Linked DNA regions of Mus musculus: region 2 is linked to region 1. The links are chromatin contacts, called in public HiChIP or PLAC-seq maps. All regions are on one chromosome and are shown on one strand. The core of a region is the stretch at or near the end of the contact, and the rest is flanking DNA. Distances in the headings are between cores, read along the strand shown. Region 1 holds the start of Etfbkmt (electron transfer flavoprotein beta subunit lysine methyltransferase). Region 2 overlaps Bicd1 (BICD cargo adaptor 1).

Region 1 (6,281 bases), core at 2,672-5,171:
ACACTGCTTTCTACCTTCTCTGCTTTATACTTTTAATTTGCCTTTTTAAATTGACTTATTGAGGATGGGTACCTGGACCTGACTTGGAGAACAAGATGTGACTCCACATGCCCCCAAGTTAGATACCAATAGGAGGCATAGTTTGGTAGAGAAATAATTGAATCAGGGGACAAGAGGCATGCACAATTAAGCATTCATGATGAAGGTGTGTTCTAGCTGATCACTGTCTCAGTCAACTCTTGAGGGAACAAGCTGGTTCTCCTGAGATGATTAATTCTGCTGTAGGGTAATGCCTCACAATCATGGATAATTGTCCCCACATGGATATAGCAGGCTCCCGAAGGCTCATGTTGCTTGGGGATAGTTTGAATCTCAGCTTATAAAGATGTTTATCAATCAGTCCTGCTGTTCATGGGGTCTAGATGACTCCAGACAAAGGGCAAAGGAAGCAACCAGAACCAGAAGGACAAGATTGAGTTATTTAGTCAGTGACCTTTGGCCTAGTGACTCACTCTGCCTGCTCTTATGGTGGGTTATTATGATTGGCCAGCAAAGCAGCAGTACCTTTTGAACTTATGGGTCGGCTAGTAATGCCACAGCTATTAATGTCACAGCTATTAACATCACGGGTAATTGTAGTGACAATGTCAGGACAGTTTGTGGTTTTTCTCAGAATTCAGTGTGGGGCAGGGTAAGGGAATTTTTCTGGGAACTGCTGTTGGGAGCTATTAAGACAACACAATTGTCCTGATCTCTGAATTGGGCCTCTCCTCCCAAGAAGAAAAGGGGGTCAAAAGCGGGCCACCTACGCACCGCTCCGAGAACAACCACAGATTGTTCCAGCCCTAAGTCAGTGCTGGATGTCCTGACCTCAAGATGTACCCTGATACTGCCAAAAGAAAAATTTCTGCTGCCCCATCCCTCCTGCTGAGGTACATTTCCGCTGCCCCATTTCTCCTGCTGAGAAGTACTTCCCTGTTACTCAGAATGTTTCCCTGTCGTTCTCTACACAAGGTTCTCATCTCTCTCTACCCCCCAATTTGGTTCTTAGGAGAAGGTCCCCTCAAGACCCTAGAATAACTGGACCTGCTGGACGGGTCAAACTGCTAATCTTGTTTTGGCAGCTGCAGGCTTAGTCTGGTCTTTTTGACAAAAAGATAGACTGAAAGCTACTCATTATGAACCAGTCAGCAGCTGGACTACGCTCCTCCATAGTCTTCCCTTTGGGCCAGACTGAGGGCTATATGATCTCCCCCACAACAACTTGTGTAATTGTAAGTGGCTTTTGTGTGCTTGTGTAACTTTTTTTCTTCTTATGTAATCGTCATCTCCGGGGCTTATTAACTGTCTGCTAATGTAGGCCTAGTCCTGGAAGCTTCTAGCCTCTCTGTACAATCTTATCTAGGCCTAGAATGTTTTCAGCCTCTGTCTTAAGGTTTCCATGGCTATAAAGAGACACCATGACCAAGGTAACTCTTATAAGGGACACCATTTAACCGGGGCTGGCTTACAGTTTAGTCATGGCAAGAAGCATGACAACAGGCAGGCAGTCATGGTGCTGGAGGAGGAACTGAGAGTTCTGACTAAAAGTTTGATAACCAGCAGAGAACTGTTTTTCAGGCAGCTAGAAGGAGAGTCTCAAAGCCCAGCCCCACAGTGACATACTTCCTTCAACAAGGTCACACCTCCTAATAGTGCCACTTCCTGAGCCAAGCATAGTCAAACCAACACAATCTCTGATACTTGCTGCTGAGTTTTCATCGCAGGAAGACGTTCCACCTTGCTGGCAGGATCAAAATTGAGTTTCTGTTTCCAGGCCCCAGGTCCCAACTCCTGTCCTTATTCAGATGTTTCATGTTTGTCTGTTAACCAGTAAAGAATGTTAAGAAGGGAAGATGCTGCTATCCTGTTATCTAAACTGAGGCACACAAGTCATAAGTGTGCTGCCTGTCTTGACTTAATTGACTACATGCTGCTTGCCCACTTCTTTATTCCTCTGTCACCCTAAATTTCAGGTCAGAGTCCAGGAGGTGACCTGGCTGCAAAGGCTGACTCAATGACCCTGAAATCAGGTGACCTGGATAAGGCCTAGTCATCAGTGTTAACCTCCTCATTTAATCCCTTGTGTCAAAATATGATTGGTCAATGCAACAGTCCTCCCATTATCAGAAAGGAGCATACCATTCATTCGAGGCAAAGGATAATACATTTGGGGCTGTTACTTGGTATAATGGTGGTGTTCTCCTTACAGGCTCTTAGAGATTTTAGTTATGAACAGCTGGGAAATCATTAAAAGGAAAGCACAGGGCCCTGGACTAAAGGTTTAGCTCTGGTAGAACTATATATCTATCATGAAAGGACAGGATGAGAGGGTAAGTTATAAGTACAGATCTATCTATCATCTATCTATCTATCTATCTGTCTGTCTGTCTGTCTGTCTGTCTAAGGCAAGGTTTCTTGGTCTAGCCTTGACTGTTCTGGAACTGGCACTATAGACCAGGCTGACTTTGAACTCACAGAGATCTACCTGCCTCTGCCTCCTGAGGGGTTAAAGGCATATGCCACCACTGCCAGTCTCCGATTTTTAAAAATTCCTCCAACCCTCCCAACCCCCCATTTTTGAGATAGGATCTCACTAGGTCTGGGACTTGCTATGTAGATCAGGTTGGCCCTTATCTTACAGAGCTTCACCTACCTATACTGGCTAAATTCTGGGATTTGAAGCACATGTCACTACATCTGGAACTTTAAATTTTTCATTTTTAATTATGTGTGTCTGGGTATGTCTTCGTACATGAGTACGAAGTACCCAAGTAGGCCAGAGATATCAGATCTCCTGGAGCTGGGATCACAGGAATTGTGAACCACCCTATATGGGTCTGAGAAGAGAACTCAGATCCTAGGCAAGCACTATACATGTTCAACCACTGAGCATTTCTCTGGCCGCTAAATACAGATTTCTAAAGTTTGTATTACATGTATGTATTCTGGTGTGTGTGTGTGTGTGTGTTGGGGGTGATAGTCAGAGGACAGTTCTTCTTTCCTTCTACCATGTAGGTCCTGAGAAACTCAGGTTGTTAGGCTTGGCAGTGGGCCTCTACTCATTGAGCCACCTAGATAGAGTCCAGGTTTTGTTTCCCTTCCCTTCCCTCCCCTCCCTTCTCCTCTCCTTCCCTCCCTTTTCCCTTTCCCTTTCCCTTTTTCCCTTTCCCTTTCCTTTTGAGACCGTGTCTCATCTATCCCAGGCTAACTTCTAACTTGCTGAGTATGACCTTGAACCATCCTCTCCTAAGTGCTAGAATTAGAGATGGATCCCAGGGTCTCATGCTATATAAACATTCATAATAACTGAGTTACATCCCCAAGCCCCAAATCAGATTTTGACCAGGCATCTGAAGAACATTTTTCAATTTGTAAATTTAGATACAGCAACATGGTTTGCCATTTTCTTAGTTTGGGATGTTTTTCTTTCTTGTACATCATAGCAGATTTTCGGTAATGAAGGTGAAATGGGTTAATTTTGAAGTCTTGAGTTGAGGGGCCAGTGGAAAATTTAGTCATTAGAAAGTTGGATATAATAGATCCTGAACCTACAGGCTGAAAACAGTCTTACGTGTGACTTTATAATTATGACACACCGCAACTGAATGTCATAAAACTTTACTTGCCACTCCAGGTTCATACTCTTAACAGTATGCTTGGCATACAGTGCTAGCAGCATAAGTCCAGCAAGAGGTTTTAGAAATCAGAATTCGCAGACATGGCTCACACGAGTTGTGCAATTGCGCTTCATTCAGGTCTATAGGGTCTGACCTGAGGAGTCGCCAGGTTAGGGCTTCGGCGTTCCCAGTTGCCTTGGGAACCGAGGGACATCCAAAACAAAACACAGTTCGAAAGAGGGCGGAGCCGGTGCGTAAGCCCTTCGGTCCGGGCGGCCCCGCGTTCCGCGTCTCATTGGTTCCAAATTTCGCCGCCTTCACGTACCCACTACGCTGTGTAGTTAGAGCCACGGGCTCAGTCTTCCTCTCCCGAAAAAGGAGACCTACCGTACTTGTTTTTTTTTTTCTCCTGCACGTGAAGGGCGAGTTCCACTTGCTGATCGAATAAAGTCAGGTAAGGCCACAAGGACTGCACTACCCTTTAAAGTAGACTCCTGTCCTTTGTTTTGGAGGAAAGTAACGTGGTCACAACATTGTTTGGAGTTTAACCTTTTTGTTTGCTTGGCACAGAGTCTCAGGTTGTAGTCTCTGGGCTGCAATGTAGCCTAGACTGTTTCGAGTTAGAGGCAGCCCTGCCTTACTTAGCTTCCCAAGTAATGAAATTAGAGAAATGCCCTGCACTGTTTGCTTGTTTACGTACTTTATCTGTGTGTGCACGTGCGCCTGTGGAGGCCAGAATGTGTCTCCAGAAGCTAAGACATTGGAATCTGTGGACCTGTAGAAGAAAAGCAGCTCTCTTAATACCCGAGCCTTCTTTCTAGGCGGTTGGTTAGTTGGTTGGTTCGGTTCGTTTATTCGTTCATCCATCCATCCGGTCTGTCTGTCTGTCTTTTTGTAAAGTAGTAGTACAGGGAGGCAGTCCTACAGTGGGCAGATAGGAAGAGGGGCCATGGATGGGTAATAAAGGTGGAAAACTTTAAAGATGGTTGGCTTTTCCTCACCCACCTGACCCAAGACCAAAAAAAAAAAAGCCTGGCAATTTAAAAAGCCTTGTAGCTTTTTCTCCTTCCCATGCTGATGGCCTGGTTCAAAAAGTTCAAAGCCAGATCAGGGCAGTTTTTCAACCATTTTCTCATTCTTCAAAGTGACTCACACTAAATTAGGGGAGGAAACCTCTTCAGAGACTTCAAAATCAAAAACAACCCGTCCCCCCAATTCTCAAGAAGGGACTATTTTCAGCTACCCTCTGCTTTGCCGAGGAGGGGCTTTTTCTCTGCGTTTGCTGCATGTGTGTGTTTCTTTACCCCAATAAAAGCATTTCTTCAACATCTGATTCTGTCTGCTTCTGTCTTCAGGTTTTGATATTTCTCCACTGCTACCTGTTGAGCTCAGAAGTTTTTAAACTCTTGGCAGAGAAAACTGAATCCAATCAAGAACCTTTAGACAGTAATGCCAGTTCAATCAGGTATTACCGAGTACACAGACAGGGCTGACTTGAATTCTTATCATTGTTTCCTTTTTCCATGGAGATCTGCCTGCCTCTGCCTCCCAAGTGCTCAGATTAAAGGCCAGGAGTTTACTATTGTGCCCAGCCTGATGTCATTCCAGTAACATAATTTGAGTACCTACCTAGATTGGCTTTATAACTTCATAACCAAACTGCCAGTGCTGGGAAGACATGGTATCCTAATACACAGTAATTCCCATATTACTCTGCTGTAAACCTTAAAGCTCATATGGTAGAGTGCTTGCCTTGAATGCATGAAGCCCTGGATCTGACCCAAGCAACAATAAACCTTGGAGGGAGGAGGAACACTACAAATTTGATGTCTGTTTGGTCTACATAGTGAATTCCATTGCAGCCTGGGCTATGGTATAAGTCTATATTTTATTTGATGGATATGCTTTGCCTGCATGTGTATAAACACACTGTGTGTGGTGTGTGTGTGTGTCTGCTGCCTGAAAAAAGCCAGAGGAGGGCACCAGATCCCCTGGAACTGAAGTTATGATTGTGAGCTGCGTGTGGATGCTAGGAACCGAACCTGGGTCCACTGCAAGAGCATCAGGTGCTCTTTAACTGCTGAGCCATTTCTTTACATGCAAGGCTATCCTAAGACCAAAACAAACAAAAAGATATACCTTATTTCATTTCATGAACATTGTTATAAAAATAGTATGCCTGTATATTTGTGATTATGAATTACTGAAAGGATTTCACAGGAAAAAAAAAAGTGGGCCTGGAGAGATGGCTCAGCGGTTAGGAGCACTCACTGCTCTTCCAGAGGTCCTGAGTTCAATTCCCAGCAACCACATGGTGACTCACAACCATCTGTAATAGGATCTGATACCCTCTAATGGTATATCTGAAGACAGTAACAGTACTCACATACATAAAATAAATACATCTTAAAAAAAAAAAAAAGCCAGGCAGTGGTGGTGCCTGCCTTTAATCCCAGCACTTGGGAGGCAGAGGCAGGTGGATTTCTGAGTTTGAGGCCAGCCTGGTCTCCAGAGTGAGTTCCAGGACAGCCAGGGCTATACAGAGAAACCCTGTCTCAAAAAAAAAAAAAAAAAAAGAAAAAGAAAAAAAAAAAAAAAAAAAAGAGCAATTAGATTTCTTTG
Region 2 (6,949 bases), core at 1,434-3,933, 310 kb after region 1:
CTAAATTAAATGTAAACTCTTGAATTGTATTTGCTAGTTAAATTTACTGTAAATTATGGTTTATTTTCTGAAATTATGGTTTATTTTCTTCTAATTTAATAACCAATTATATCATAAAAGTATCCTACCATTTGAAATCTGATGACTTACCATGTCTATCTATTCACATCTTTCCCTAGATTTTTTTTTCTGCTCCACTGATTTATTTATTGTAGAGTATCATATTTAACAATGATTCTGATAGAAAATTTTAAAATAGCAAAGATTTTATTTTTCTTGTTTTAAATATAATTATCTAGTTATTTTCAAAATTTTGTTTTAAAATTTTTTAATTATTATTTTATGAGTGTTTTGCCTGCATATATATATGTGCACCACATGTATTCCCGGTGCCTGCTGAAGTCAGAGAGGGAATTGGATATCTTGGGACTGGAGTTATAGACACTTATGAGCCACCATATGGGTGCTGGGAATCAAACACAGGTTCTTTTCAAGAGATGCTCTTAACCTTTGAGTCATCTCTCTAGTCCCCAGATTTTTGTTTTTGATATGTGAAATTATAAATCATGTTATTGAAAGTCTAAATGAAATAAAATCTGATTCAAAAATGTAGAATTTACTTTCACTTATCAAATCCCGTTTTTCCTTTTCTTTCTTTCTCTCTCTCTCTCTCTCTCTCTCTCTCTCTTTCTTTCTTTCTCTTTCCTTCTTTCCTGTTTTCTATGTATTTCCAGCTGGTCTAGAACTCACTATGTAGATCAGGCTGGCCTTGAACTCACATATATCTGTTTACCTGCTCTGTCAGATTAATGGCATGCACCACCATGTTGGGTCTTTTTTTTTTAATGAGTTTTATGCGTTTTTAAAATGTAGAACATATATATTACTATATATTATTATATATATAATGCTTAATGTATATACAAAGTGCTTGATATATAATGTATACTAATATATACAAAACATGTTATATATAACATATTAAGCATTTTGTATTTTTATGTCAATAGGACTGAAGAGTTTTATTTCTATATGTTATTAATATAATAAAATACATTTTTCTAACCTTTTACTTTACTGCATTTATTACATGAAATTGGACAAACTTTCTGTCATTAAGCTATATCCCTTCTCTAAGATGACCATTTGAAATACTGTATTTCTGTTTGGTGTCATGGAACTGATTAAGGAGACACAGAAGAGGTGAATTTTTTTAAAAGGAAGCAATACATTAACTGATTATAGATATTTGCATAGAACAATAGTTATTGAAAAGATTTATAGGGCTGGAGAGATGGCTCAGCGGTTAAGAGCACTGTCTGTTCTTCCAGAGCTCCTGAATTCAATTCCCAGCAACCACATGGTGGCTCACAACCATCTGTAATGGGATCTGATGCCCTCTTCTGGTGTGTCTGAGGACAGCTACAGTGTACTTATATATAATAAGTAAATAAATCTTTAAAAAAAGAAAAGATTTATAATGATGAAATATTTGGAAACAGCATAAAAACAAATCAAATGAAAGTATTTGAAGTTGTTAAAGATAACACTATATACATGTTTAGAATGTGTTTTAACTGAAAATTAGCTAGCAAGTCTTTTTATCTCAAGCTGGATTATTTTATATTCATATGATTTTGTGATTATAGACTGTTTTGTTTTATAACCATAAAGGAGAAATGAGAAGTTATTTCTACCAGTAAAAAAAAGCACAGTTACATCTCTTCAAATAAACTGTACTTTTCTTGGGGTAGCTGTAATTTTACGAACTTTGATCATTGCTTTAATTAGATGGAAGGATAGTTGAGGATAGTAGTCCCTTCAGAACCCACTGAATTCACCCATTCATAGTATACAGAGGTCAAATTGCATGTGGCAGTGATGAGAGAGACACAGCACAACATTACGGTGAGAGGGCATGAATGTACAAGAACAGAAAAAAAAAAAAAAGCCCTGGTCAGAGTTTCTTCTATTGGACTTCAGTTCTTGCTAACCCTGTGTCAGCTAAACAGACATGACCATGATTGTTACTAGGGCTAAGCTACAGTTTTAAGGAAAATGCTTAAAGTTTTATGGCCTGAATCGTATTTCCATCATAGAGTTGGCCTGCGTAGGCCTATTAAGATCTGAGAGCTTATTACATTTGACCCCCATTACATATTTTCATATATCATATTTTATTTTTTCTAACTTACCTCTAACTCTCAAAATTTATTAGTTTTGTTTTTGTTTGTTTGTTTGTTTGTTTGTTTGTTTCAAGACAGGGTTCCTCTGTGTAGCCCTGGCTGTCCTGGAACTCACTCTGTAGACCAGACTGTCCTCGAACTCAGAAATCCGCCTGCCTCTGCCTCCCAAGTGCTGGGATTAAAAGCATGCACCACCACTGCCCTGTTGCAGTATATCTCCTCCCAAATATGCCCAGGCAATGAAAACACAACACAGTTAATTTGATTACATACTGTGCGCCTAGATTGGGCAGATCTACTGCTATACTACCATCTTCCACGCTTATGAGACCCCTTAGAACTTGCAGTTTCTCCAAGCCATGTGTTTCTGCTCTGCTTTTCTTCATCTTCCTCCTCTGCATCCTCTCCCTTTTCCATTTTCTCCTTCTTCTCTCTCCCACCATCTGTTCCACTTTTCCTTTTATCTGCCCAATCATCAGCTCTCCTTTATTTTACAAATTAAGGTGGGAAGCAGGTTTACAGGGAATTACCTAAGTGCTGACTCATTCCTTGTTCACAACCCCTCACAGGAGAAGGGAATTAACATCAAATATAATTAGCCCCAGGGCTATACACAACACTGCCCAGCCAGTTTTAAAAAATATTTTTATTTTTTTGAAAATATCAAACTTGTATACAATGTATTTTTTTATCACATTTCTCAACCAGTCCTCCCCCTAATTTTTCCACTCTGGTTGTTATTCTGTCTCACACAGTTCATACCTGGGCAAGAATATTGATAACTTTTTTCAACTAGTAGCATGCAGAGCACTTTCTGGTACTATAAAAGCTAGCCGGCAGAAGGAAGCTTTGAGGTCAATAACAACTTGATGTGGTGCCTTCACCAATAGGGCCTCAAAGTTCTGTTGGGAAAAGAAATAGCCTGTATTATTTTGGGGTCTTTGGTATCAACTACTTGAGGGAAAATAGCCTACATCTGCCACTGGGCTTTATTTTGCAACATAAGCTCCGAGCATTATACTCTTTGTAAGGTAACTCAAATTAAGTTCTTTAATAATAGGATTCAGTATGCCCTTTTAAATTTCTCTAGCATTAGCTATCTCTCCCCTCACTACCTCTTTTAACAGAGGGGAGCTCCTTTTATTTTCTTTTCCCTTTCCACCTTTCTCTTAGACAGCGTATCATTATGTAGCCCTTGTTGATATGGGACTCGATATATAAACCAGGCTGATTATGAACTCACAAAGATCCATCTGCTTCTGCCTCCTGAGTGCTGAGATTAAAGGCCTACACCACCACACCTGACTTTTTTTTTTCTCCGTGTAAAGTAGGAAACATATGGAAAATATACAATATTAACTAAAAAGAACATTGTGTTTTCATAGTTTTGTAAAGGTCACCGAAACATAAATAAATCTGAAAGGATATACCTTTTTTAAAGGGCTCATTCCCCACAAAGAAGACACTTTGCTTAGCAGTTTTCTGTGTAAAGTTTTCTGTAGAGGGTTAAAAAGGCCTTGTGCACACAGATATTGATTAAACACACAGCTTATCTCTTCAATGAAATGAGGTGTGTAGCTGCTCTTCTTGGAATATCTAGGAATGATATAGTTTTACAACCCAGTGATCCTTTGTTGTCTGATGAGATAGACTCTGCCTGTATTTCCCAGAATGTGTTTTTACTTATCCTAGATCCTTTCCACCTAAGTCCTGAGCATTGCTTCTAGGCCATAAAACCATCCTTAAGTCCTGAGCATTGCTTCTAGGCCATAAAACCATCCTTCTGAGTGATATCACTTGTACTTTACAACAGCCTAAATGACTTTTATGTTATCTTAGGTCCTGGGCAATCTTAACACTCACAGGCATTACATTTATCACAGTTAAGCTCCCTAGAGCCTAAATCTTGGGCATTATCTTTGAGTAAATAGTACCCATTTTGTGAAAGAAGCCAGATACACTTTGTACAGAATCTCAATGTAAACATGTTTTAAATTGTGTACGTGGGATTGAGTTCATTATTATCAGAAAACCCCTTTTTCAAAATTGTGCTGTGCTTAAATATGGCTAAAGGAAAATGATCTGAGCCAGTCTCTAGAAGTGCTGATTACAACAAAATTGGACTAAGTTTCATTCTTGTCTTTTCTGTGAATCTTTTTCGCCTGGTCTGCTGTGAAGCCTGCAGGGAACCAAGAAGACATCTGCATGTCTTTGTGTTTTGTACCAAGCCTGGATGCTGCTTTTGCCAGAAACAATTCCAAGATCTTATTCATATTTTAAATACATTGCGAAATCAATTTCTAGATGAATTTCACATTACAAAGTAAAAGCTTTGTGTTATTGATATATTTATGATTCAGTATTAACTAAAGTTAAAACTGACAGAAAATTAGTGATTCCCTCTTAAAATAGATAGTATACATTTTGAAGTAAATTGTTTTTCTTCCTACCCAGTACTTAAAGTCTGATAATGTGATAGGTTGAATATTTAAAGAATATATTTTTTTTCTTTTTTTTTTCTTTTTTTTTGGTTTTTTCGAGACAGGGTTTCTCTGCGCAGCCCTGGCTGTCCTGGAACTCACTCTGTAGACCAGGCTGGCCTTGAACTAAGAACTCTGCCTGCCTTTGCCTCCCGAGTGCTGGGATTAAAGGCGTGCACCACCACCACCTGGCAAGAATATAAATTTTTGCTTCCTTATTTCCCAGTGTGTTAATTTTACTAAAATTGGGATGATTAAATATTTTTCATAGTGATCATACTATTAGTTAAAAGATTGTGGTAATTGTATATTGGGTGAGGTAATTAATATCCCTGGAATAGGATGGAGAGTATTTATTTTACTCTTGTTTTGGAGACACTCTCACTTTGTAGCCTAGGTTGCTCTTAGCTCTTTATCTTTCTGCCTCAGCTTCCTGAGTGTTGAGGTAACAGGTGTGTCCCTCCACTCCTGGTTCTAAAGAGCATTTAAAGTGGAGGACTTCTTTTTACACTGGGTAAAGAAGCAGAGACGTGCATAATCACAGCCCCAGTCCAGACTTGATTCTCATTTGCTCATTCATGCCTTTTATAAAGTGGCAGAGCCCATTACGTATACAGACTTCTATCTCTGAAACTCCAGTGTTTGTCTTTATTGCTCCCCTCCATAAACTAAGTGAATCCCCTTACTAGTCCTTGCAGTCACATACATAAGGCCTTTTTCCTGATTCTGTTTTTCTGCCAGGTTCATGATTGATGTCTTCTTTTCTTAGGCCTCTAAGGAATCTCAGCTACATGCAGCCTGCTATCTATACAGGTACCAGGTATACAACCTGCTTAGAATTATGTCTTGTGACTTCTGGCTTCGTGTTTTTACTTTGTCAGATTTTTAAAAATGCTATTCCTTGGCTGTTTTCATGTCTTCAACAGAGGATTTTCTAGGCAAGTTATTCTAGTTCTGGAATTCCAGCTTTCTGGAAGAGTCTGAAATAGAGTCTACCCTTTTTCTTTAGGTAGTTATTCATCATTCCAAGATTACCCATTTATAAACATTTTATCAATAACAAAAGCAAACATTAATTGATAGTGAAAGAACTCAGTGGGGAAACCCCCACTCAGCTCCCGATTCGGTGTGCACCCAAGAATCACGAATAGAACACAACACCTTGATGTAACAACAAGAGGTTTTTTAATGGCGGAGCTCCGGGTCGAAACGTATCTCACACAACAGGAGACAGTGGATTCGACCACGAGGCTTGGAAGCTAGGGGTTTTTATAGAAAAGGAGTGGGGCTGGGGGAGGAATTGGCACGGTTTCACATGATTGGTCCATTTAAACATCAGCAGCCTGTAACATTTAACTTAGGTCAGAGGGGTGGGAGCTAGGGAGGCGATGGGCCTGCCCGGGCATGTCCTGGTCTGTTCTGCTATGTTCTCAGCCCCAGGTTTCAAAGCTCACAAACAACTCTTTGGGCTATTTGACATACATTACATGAATTACAGTTTTATTTTCTTTCAATAGTGAGTTTATAATATTTCAATTAATCTTAGAATAGTATAATTATGTAAGTTACTTTACTTTCTCAGGTTACTCTCTGTCTTGACTTTTGAACTGTTGTGATTGATATTTATACTCTTGTTGGCATTGAAGTTTTCTTTATCAATGTTGCTATAGTTTTAGAGGGGAGAGTAAGAATAAAGATACTTTCAAACCATGTTTCCTCAGAAGTTAGAACAAGTAGAACCAAAAATGAACCTGGGAATACTTTTATCATTTGAAGAAATGCACAAAGATACTAACAAAGTATTTATAGAAAGTTCTATTTAAATTTCTTTTTAGATTTATTTTATTTTATGAGTATGATGCTTTGCTTACATGTAAGACTGTGTGCCATGTGGAAGATTAAGGCAGACACATCAAAGACCTAAATAAGGTCTATGCCCCAGTATAGGGGAATGCCAGGGTCAGGAAGTGGGAGTGGGTGAGGTGGGGAGCAAGAGGAGAGGGGAGGATTTAGGAGATTTTCGGAGAGGAAACTAGGAAAGGGGATAGCATTTGAAATGTAAATGAAGAAAATATCTAATAATAAATAAATAAAAATAAGTTACATAATTAAAAAATAATAAAAGTTATAGCAGAAAATAGTAAAATGTGGGTTAATCAGAAGCAAGAGTCTATTGATATGGAAGTGTAGAATTCTATTGTGTTACTTAGATTTCAGGGTTTTGCATCTTTATAGGTCTAGAAAAGTATTTGTAGCTAAATTATAAAGAGGAATGATGAAATT

The links. HiChIP or PLAC-seq counts read pairs in DNA pulled down with a chosen protein or histone mark.
Region 2: a contact with region 1 is called in an H3K27ac HiChIP or PLAC-seq map of embryonic stem cells, with 9 times the contacts expected there. The contact joins the enhancer-like site here to the promoter of Etfbkmt in region 1. A contact is called at or near these places in 4 of 39 promoter capture datasets (the 3T3-L1 cell line, the C10 cell line, embryonic stem cells and 1 more), 1 of 15 datasets of contacts at CTCF or cohesin (large pre-B cells), 11 of 484 Hi-C or Micro-C datasets (the AML12 cell line, CD4 T cells, the G1E-ER4 cell line and 6 more), 17 of 115 datasets of contacts at active chromatin or transcription factors (the 230-238 cell line, the SCID.adh cell line, bone marrow-derived macrophages and 5 more) and 4 of 9 other capture datasets (adipose tissue, embryonic stem cells, liver and 1 more).

Annotation. Positions count from the first base shown.
Region 1 is chr6:149,137,592-149,143,872 of GRCm38.p6, forward strand. It overlaps Etfbkmt (electron transfer flavoprotein beta subunit lysine methyltransferase), which reads left to right and starts at 3,922. Exons shown (of 5, transcript NM_001252095.1): 1 at 3,922-4,113; 2 at 5,015-5,124.
Region 2 is chr6:149,453,583-149,460,531 of GRCm38.p6, forward strand. All of the region lies in intron 1 of Bicd1 (BICD cargo adaptor 1), which reads left to right. Among named protein-coding and RNA genes, the nearest start is that of Bicd1, 48 kb to the left of the region's middle. Within about 2 kb of position 2,684, at least 12 of the 459 cell types and tissues checked have an H3K27ac peak or open chromatin away from gene starts, as enhancers often do. A contact at or near this core is called in embryonic stem cells, where this site is marked.